Regions from separate parts of the Gossypium hirsutum genome. Here regions 2 and 3 are each linked to region 1. A link is a contact called in public Hi-C data. All regions are on one chromosome and are shown on one strand. Each heading gives the region's core, a stretch centred on a gene start, on an enhancer-like site or on the middle of the called end of the contact. The rest is flanking DNA. Distances are from core to core; before and after follow the strand shown. Region 1 has its middle 45 kb from the start of LOC107954652. Region 2 has its middle 27 kb from the start of LOC121219042. Region 3 has its middle 13 kb from the start of LOC107956742.

What was found. Hi-C and Micro-C count contacts between places; a contact is called where the count stands out from the background.
Region 2: a contact with region 1 is called in a Hi-C map of leaf, with 2.2 times the contacts expected there. The contact joins two enhancer-like sites. A contact is called at or near these places in 4 of 34 Hi-C or Micro-C datasets (cotyledon and leaf).
Region 3: a Hi-C map of leaf shows a contact between it and region 1, with 3 times the contacts expected there. The contact joins two enhancer-like sites. A contact is called at or near these places in 4 of 34 Hi-C or Micro-C datasets (anther and leaf).

Annotation. Positions count from the first base shown.
Region 1 is chrD07:28,989,681-28,992,622 of Gossypium_hirsutum_v2.1, reverse strand. No RefSeq gene overlaps it. Among protein-coding and RNA genes, the nearest start is that of LOC107954652, 45 kb to the right of the region's middle. Within about 2 kb of position 1,667, at least 3 of the 9 cell types and tissues checked have an H3K27ac peak or open chromatin away from gene starts, as enhancers often do. A contact at or near this core is called in cotyledon and leaf, where this site is marked.
Region 2 is chrD07:28,828,936-28,831,851 of Gossypium_hirsutum_v2.1, reverse strand. No RefSeq gene overlaps it. Among protein-coding and RNA genes, the nearest start is that of LOC121219042, 27 kb to the right of the region's middle. Within about 2 kb of position 1,466, at least 7 of the 9 cell types and tissues checked have an H3K27ac peak or open chromatin away from gene starts, as enhancers often do. A contact at or near this core is called in cotyledon and leaf, where this site is marked.
Region 3 is chrD07:29,197,834-29,200,873 of Gossypium_hirsutum_v2.1, reverse strand. No RefSeq gene overlaps it. Among protein-coding and RNA genes, the nearest start is that of LOC107956742, 13 kb to the right of the region's middle. Within about 2 kb of position 1,678, at least 9 of the 9 cell types and tissues checked have an H3K27ac peak or open chromatin away from gene starts, as enhancers often do. A contact at or near this core is called in leaf, where this site is marked.

The sequences.
Region 1 (2,942 bases), core at 418-2,917:
TATGATAAGTTATAGAGAACCCACAGGTATGTCGCAGGCCTTTAAGTTTCTTATTGAGGATTAACTATGATAAGTTATAGAGAACCCACAGGTATGTCGCAGGCCTTGGGAAAATAAACCTAAATTGGGAGTTATAATATATACTCAAGCAGAACCTAATCCAAAGAGGTTCACAAGTTAAAAGGTAGCTAGAGGCGGGTAAGTCCGCCGAGGTTCACCTGGAGGTAATTATTACTCTAATGATCTAACTATTAGAGTCAATCAAGATTCTACAGGGAAGAGGAATGTTACCTGAAACTAGGTAACATCGGTTAGACCATATAGGATAACAGGTGAAAGAGTCTACCAATGATTATTTAGGAAGGATAATCCACTAAGAAGTGGCAGGATACAACCAATAGAATTAGATGTCACTTCCAATTATCCAGAAGAATGGAACAAGACAATCTTAAAACCTCGGGCCAACGTGTAAGGGTAAGGATCTTAATTTTATGAGATCATTGAAAGGAAACAAGCCAAGACCATAGAGATCCCCGCATCAAGAAAAGAGGCATATACGTCCAAGATAGAGAACTATGGTTAGGGACAAGGCAATGACCACGCCTGTCAAATCTGTAGAAAGCCAATAATAAACAGGAAGTTGGAAAGTTCTTATTTTCAAGATTTTATTTCTCTAAAATTTATGAAGGATAATCATACACTGTTCTCACAGAATCTCACTAGGTTTAATTGAACTTATGAAATTACTACTTGTTTCCAGGATAAAGATTTGACTCGATATGTGATGGAAAGGACCACGCTAGCCAATTTGAGGGATGGATGTAGATGACATTCATGTGTATAGAGTGGCAATTTCCTAGAGGCTAAGCCTAGGGGATTAAATCGGATGCATACATGTTATAGACTTAAGTTAGATTTGTGAATGCTGTCATATTCACTAATGTAATAAAATTTTAAGAACTGTAGCGTTAGAATGATGAGGGTTTTAGTTGAATCTAAATCTTGTAATTTAATAGGGCCAAAATAGTTACTATAAGTCAGACTGAAAATCATGTCTCGTCATTCAAGTTGTCTGTGTCATTTTGTACCCGAACTTAGTGATGGAGTTGAGTGTGAGGTGTCACAAGTAGCCTAGAGTATAAGCGTAATTTTGCATACTGATAGTTGGGCAGATCTTCAAAGAATCAAGAACTGCACTTGCAAAGCTTAACTACAGAGAAGGAAGTCTTGAAGAAATTAGTTACTGAAGCTTCCCTAAAGGAACTCATTTTGAAAGAATAAGTTAAAACCCTTGAGGAATCTAATCTAAAATTGAAAGAGGATACAGCAAAGTTGAAGAAAGGAAACGAGGGTTTGAAGAAGGAGAAGCTCAAGCTAGAGTATTGCATGCAATGAGTTGGTTGCGAAACATGCTAGTGAGGTTGTTTCCCTGGAAAGATCTTATTACGGCAAGGTTACAAAACGAAAAGATAGACATTAGGCATACGTTGGTGCCATAAAGGGGGAAATGAGGGAGAATTTAAAGAAAAAAATGTTGAGATTAAATCTCTACAAGCTTCAGTTGACTCAATCAAAAGGGATAAAGATATTGAACTGACTCTAGCCAAGGAAGAAATGGATAGAAGCATCTCAGAAGCTAAAACTACTACACGCGCTAAAGTTAGTAGTACTTTTAATGGGCTTAACATGGTACTATTTTGGGTGTTCAAGTTGCTTATGGCCCACTTGATATCTCTAATATCTTGCTAGGAAAATTATGTGATGCAATAGTTGAATTTGATGTACTCAATCCCTTAAGTCCTAATTGGGAAGCCTTTAAAGAGAACAGGCAAGCTACCATAATACTCCTCCCCCCCCCCCAACACTTCTACAAATTCAACTCTTGGAAAAGAGGAAAAAGATGGAGGGGATAGGGAGGATTTAGTTGCTAAATGATGTAGTTGCTTATTATTGTTTTTTGAGAGACAATATAATTTGTAATTTGTTTTATTTAATGATGCAAGTGATTTGTCTCAAATTTCTTTTTTACATTTATGCATTTCTTTAACACTAACTTTTTTAAGGTATGAGCTGTCATGGTCCTTTTATAATAGGAGATGGATTTAGTTACATGTCCTGAGGTTGCTCACACAAAAGTCTAATTTGATATTCCTAGCAGTGACGGTAATTCTATGTCCTAAGGTGAAACATTTTAAGACGACCGGCAATCAATTACTCTAGGCCGCACGTAGTCCTTATATAGTCTCAACGAAGACACCCAACTCCAAATTTCGCAAAGTTGAGGTTCGCAAACTAACCTAAGGTTTGCCATGTTATTAGCTCCAGGCAGGGGCGTAGCCAGGGGGCTGGCAGGGGCCCCAGCCCCCCTTAAAATGAAAAATTTTCCATTTATGGCCTTTAATTTTTAAAAATTTTAAATTAGTAAAGATAAAATTGCATTTTGGCTCCCCTAAAAATGATAAAATTTTGATTTAATCCTTTAAAAATTATAAAGATATAGATCAAATGGTGAAATTGTATTTTTACTATCGTAAAAATTAAAATTTAATTTCGATCTCCCTAAAAAAAATTTATGCCTTCGCCACTATTGAGAGGCACGTGTCAGATTCTCTATGGATACACTATTATGTTTGCAAGGTATACTATGAGGTCTGCGAGGTACGGTACATAAAGTATAACAAGTTCGTTGTTATTTCTCATTTGTATTAATTGCTTACAGGCTCAACCACTAGAATTTAATTCACGTGGTTATTAATGAGTACATGTGAGATTCACAAAATATATTTTAAAGTAGACTATGAAATCCTTTATATAAAGTATAATAAGTTATTTATTATTTCTCATTTGTATTAATTGCCGGTAGGCTGAACCACTGGAATTTAATTCAAGTGGTTCTTAACCGTCATGGATGAGGAATTTAGGCTTACATGTATTTTTCATAT
Region 2 (2,916 bases), core at 217-2,716, 160 kb after region 1:
GAGCAATTTCCAAGCCTTAAGAACTCATCAAACAAGCCTAACATTGTCGTTCGCGAAAATGTACAGTGTACACAATCGTTAACAAGTAATAAAATGATAAGTATCGAGTATTGTCTCCATCAAGAGTATATAGGCAAATACCATGAAATAATACTTAAGCAAATTTCTGAGAAGATTAATTTCAAGAGGAGTGAGCTACTACCTAAACTAGAATTAACTAAGCAACAAATTAAATTAAAGATGTGAAAACAAGGTAAAAGTAAGACTTTAAACAGTTTAGTTAATATGACCTAAATTTGTTAGAGTAATCTTATTCTTTAACTTAAAATTGTTAAAGCAATGCTAATGATGTTATGGATAATTCCATGGCAGCTCGGTTATTCATTAGCCTATGTAGTCATACTTATTGAACTTATTAAACCTTTCTAGCATATGTCTATGTTAAATCAATTTAATAAATTTCATAAGCAAGCATTAGATATAGTGAAGTAACAGTATAGTACTATACCAAAACAATTTTAATCACATCAATCTTTTACATGGCAATAATATTGGTCAATACTATCACTCATTTAATATAATTCTCCATAAAATATTAAACATGTACCATTCAGATATTGGGTCCATTAATTATAATTTCATTCCGATTAAATAATTAATTCAATTTCATCCTCTCAATTATAATGCAAGAATAACATAAACATGTTTTTATCTGAATGAATTATTAATCGAGGCCTATAATATCAAAAACATAATTTTAATAATTTAGGTGGATAGAATGCAATCAATCTAACATAAACACAATTTAAGTCATTTTAATTAAATTTGGAGCATCGAAATAACTAGCAATCATGTTCATAAATTCAAAATAAATCAAAAGGAATAAAGAGAAAGAAATTAGAAGACAAATTTGATGTTTCTTCGAAGTCTGACTACTGCGCGTCCCTTCCTTCCTTTTCCTTTGTTCTGCCAACCAAAAGTCCTTCAAGATGCTGAATGTTGCTGCTCCAAGAAATCTTGAAATGCTTTCTAAAACTCTCGTGGCTTTTCTCTCAAATGAGAAGAGAAAAGATGGGCAGATGAAGAGGAAATTGGGAGAGATAGGTGAGTGAATGAATGATGATTTGAGTGACCGGCAAGGGGCCTATCTATACATGAGGGGAGTGACTATTTTTAGAAAATTGAATCCTTGAAAATATCTCCCCCATGGCCGACCCTTGCTTTAAGGAAAGAGTGTTGATGACTTTGTTTTTTTTAGCTTGGTGCATAAGAGATAATGTTTGAAAGGAGGAGGGGGTTGAACGACATTCTGAGAAAGTTTTTGAATGTTTTCTAAAAAATTTAAATCAGCTTTGGATGGCTCATTTGGGCTCTTTGATGGACGACTGGGCCACTCTCCCTTAGTGGGCAATTTCAAGCTCTTTCCTCATTAGCAGACTGTCCAATTTTCTGCCTAATTTTTGAGCTGGGTCAAGCATGTCCATGACCCATTATTCCCTTAATTGGGGCGTTCTAGGCTGATTATTAATCAACCCTCCTCTGCATGGCTTGTGCTACAAGGATGCTACATCATTTTGAGCCTCGAAAAGTGACTTCCAAAACTGCCTTTTCTTTAGATGCACCAAACTTTTCCAAATTGACAAAATTGTGTAAGTTTAGCATATAAATAATGAAAAATAAAGATTTGTCTTTAATTTTGTCCACATTCAAAATTTTGTAATAAAATTACAAGAATATGCTAAAAAGCACTCGAAATTTGCAAGAATTATTAGTTAAAAAGTGCTAAAAAATTTGTATATTTTAAACTTATCACATTGCAGTGTCAAATCAAAGCCTTTTTACTCGAGTTCTCACACCCTAAACCCTATAAAAAAACCCAAAATATTTACATTATATCACGATTTTTAAAAAAAAGTAAAAATTTGTTAGTTTTTTAATTCTCAAGGCTCAACCTTTCTCATCCTCACCTATTTAGAAACAAAGTTTTTTTTTCTTTTAATCTAAATTGTTAAATTAGAATAAAGTTTAATTTAAGAATAATGCAAATATTATTCTATTTTGTTAGATTCTATTAAATTTTAAATTCTGTATTTAATTTTTAACATTGAAATATAAATATTTATATCTAAACATTTTAAATATATTCATTATTGCAGATTATAAAAACGGCATCATCATCATCATGTTCTCAGACTGTTTTGAACCACACTTTTTTTTATATATTGTTAAAATAGTAAAATATTTTTTTAACATCATAAATTTGTTGATAATAATAACTTAGATGAGCGTTAATAATTAATTTTATATAAGCAAACTTTTCGCATGCCTATGACCGTGTTTTTAAAACAAGAAGGCATGACCTAGATGTAGCTGAATTTTTTAGGATCGAGAGTTATAATTTGAACCGGGAATTGATATCTGATTTGGTGGAATGGTGGAGACTTGAGACGCATACCTTCCACTAGTGATGCGAGGAGTGTACAACTACACTAGAACGTGTTACACTCCAATTGGGGCTTCTCTAGATGGCTTTGCAGTCACCAATGTAAGCAATGTCAAGACTGCTGAAACCTACGGAGAGCTGCTTGGCAAGATACCGGAGAAAGGAAATTTGGAGGGAAACGAAGTGAAGATGACATGGTTGAGGAAAAATTTTGAAATTGTTCCAAAAGAGGCTACAACGAATGATCTTATGTGTCATGCAAGAGCGTAAATCTTACATCTGTTAGGAAATGTGCTGATGCCTGGGAAATCCGACAATATGGTACACTTGATGTATTTCTAGTTGCTTCAGGATTTCTATCTAGCTGCGCATTATATATGGGGGGCTGCTGACTTAGCATTCTTGTACATGAAAATGTGTCAAGCGACGAATCACAAGTCGCAAGATATTGGAGGATGCCTACTTTTTCTTTA
Region 3 (3,040 bases), core at 429-2,928, 210 kb before region 1:
TTGAATTTTCCATGCACCAACACGTAATGCAAGGCATGACGCATAGAAGGGGAATACCATGTACAGGGTGCGTGCTCCATGTGAGAACCAATACCATGGACCAGCAGCGGTCCTTAGACCTTAAATTACCCTAATTCTGGTCCCAAACCTATCTCCTTAGCCTAGGGAAGAAGACTTTTCACTCGTCACCACCTCAAGGCCACATGGATTGCTTGCCAGGCCCAATATTTCTGCAACCCAAAGATAATTGTTTTTTTTTCTAACTTTTAATGGAACTTTAGAAAATTAAAATTAAAATTAAAATTTTAAAATATAAATATTTATATAAATATATTGTATATATAATTATTCAATTTTAAGTAATAATATATAGAATAATATTTGATACATTTTTAAAAGAGTTTTTAGACTCCACAAACAGGATTAGAGATTGGTAAATGTACTATAGGGTATAGTATAATATTAAAAAATAAATCTTTAAAAGAAAACACATATGATAAAACTTTTAAGATTACTTGTAGAATAAAAAAAAATACTAACCCATAATATATTTATATACATATACAAATTTCCAGAGTTACCTTATTAAAAATTTCTAAAATTTGCAACACAAGATAACGCAAAAATAGTACAAACATTTATTTATTTTTTCTCTCTAAATGAAATTACTATAACAACTAGTTATTAAATATGAAATGAATACACAAGATATGAACACATTATTATTATTTTTATATTGAATCACTCTAACAAACTATATAATTATCATATAATATGAATATATGAATATGTCAAAACTGGTATGAAATAAGCTAACTTAACATAAGAAATTTATTTGTAAATTTACCTATTTAAGTTACACGAATAATAGTATGAACATAAAAATGTTGCAAAAATTTTCATGAGCACAACATAAAGATAAAATGTGTTAGAATCAACACAAAATAAATTGTAAATGTGAAAAAATTATAATAATTTTATATATAAAAATAATGCAAACGCAAAACCTAATTTTTTTATATATATATCCTTATAATAACTTAAACATGAGAAAATAATAAACACAAATTTTATCTTTTTTCAAAAGTTATAGAAACAAAATTCTCTTCTTCTTTTCTTTTGAATTAAGAAATAAATTCTTTTCTATTAGCTATTAAGGAATAACATTTTAAGTTTTTTGTTGTATAGATTTTTCATAAATGAGGCGACTTCATAAATGTTATTTTCATATGCTATTCAAGTCTATTATGGCTTCTTTTTCCACTTTGTTGTTGCTTATTCTCTCTTTTGATAATGATAGTTGATTGTTTCTTTCTTTCTTTCTGTCTTTTCTTTATTGTTTTTTTGTTGTAAGAGATATGATTCTAACATATTTGCGTTATTATATATGTGTCCGGTTTCAGTGGATGTTGGTGATAAGAGGCCGGAGTTCGGACCATGGATGTTGGTGGAACGAAAGGCGAGGCGTGGCCAACGCGTTCATCAGGCTAGCGGCGCGAAAAAAATCTGGAAATGATTCTTTTGGATCTAGTTTTTCGGCGTTTAATCAGGTTGGAGATTTGGGGAGTGATTTGAGGGTGGCTAATGGAGATTTTTCGCAGGAGAAAGTGAGGGAGAGAGGGGCTGTCGGCGATGAGGGTCATAAGGGTAGGTTTAATATGGGTGTTAAAAAGAAATCTGGGCCTTATTTTGAAGCAGGCCGTAGGAGTGCTTCGGGCCGTGGAGACCTTTTAGGGCCTGCTAAGAGTTTTTCTTTGGACAGCTTGGGAGCAAATGATTTGGGCCAGAATACTAAATTAGCTTGGATAAATTTTTGGGAAAAAGGCCTATGGAATTGGAGAATAACGGTAAGAGCAATGAGGGCCCAATTTTCAAATCAAATGCTAATATTTCTTTTTCTTGTGCACGTGCAGGTAGTGAGCAGGATAATTCTAAAATTACTGGATTGGGCGCGGAAGGTGATAACCAAAATTCTTTGAATTTTGGTGTTTCGGGTCTGGTTATTTAGAAAGGGTTAAGGCTCATTTTAACCCAGCTTTCGAAGTGTCTGAAGGAGTCGAAATCCAAATTTCCGAAGGCGTCCTCGATCCCGGGAAATATTCTGCGGTGTCTTTTAAGAAAAATATTATTTCCGATCAACATGCTAAATCTGGAAATCGGTCAGCGGAGAAGCCGAGTTTGGCTTTAGTTTCAGGTTCGGATGTGGACAAATCCGGTTTTATAAATAGAAAGGGTGACATAAAAAATAATAAAATTTGTGGTAGCCACAAGAATTCAAATGCTCTTTGGGGACATGGGAATCGTTTTAAATCTTCTGGTAGTGCACGAATTCCTTTAACAGAGTCCATGGAGGTGATGACGACTATTCTTTCTACTCAAAATCCCAGTCAAAATGTTCTTGATGATTCGAGAGCCGCAAGTTTAAACATTGATGGGGATTTAGGGCTCCTTTGAGAGATTGTTGGTCCAGTAAAAATTTAGCAACTCCAGTTACTTTTTCTTTTCCTCTTTTACTCATATTATTTCTTTTGTTTCTTCTAATCTTTGGTTACTCTTCTTCTCCCCTTTCCCCTTCCCCTTCCCTTTCCCCTTCCCCTTGGTTTGCTCTATAACCTCTGTTTGCTCGCTTACACAATAAGTTTAGAGATAGATATATGATTTTTTTTTTGTTTTGTTTCTGCTTAAAAGATATGTAGAATGATGAATTAAATAACTAAATTTAGTTCAACTTCATTGAAAGTGAAATTTAGGAAGATCGTAACTCTCTTTTTGCTTCGTTTCCCTGTTTCATAGAGGAATGATTTGTTTTTTAATCAGGAGATAAAAATTTAATTGGATTATTTAAGCAAACTTTTTTTGTTTTAAAAAATAATAATTAAGTTGTTATTTTCATGTAATTTTTAAGCTGTGATTGAATTTTTGTAAATTTAATATATTTTATTAAATTATATATTTTTATTAAATTATATTTAATAATAATTTTTAATAATTTATTAATTTTGTAATTGTTAAATAATTTTAAAAACTTCTATGATATATC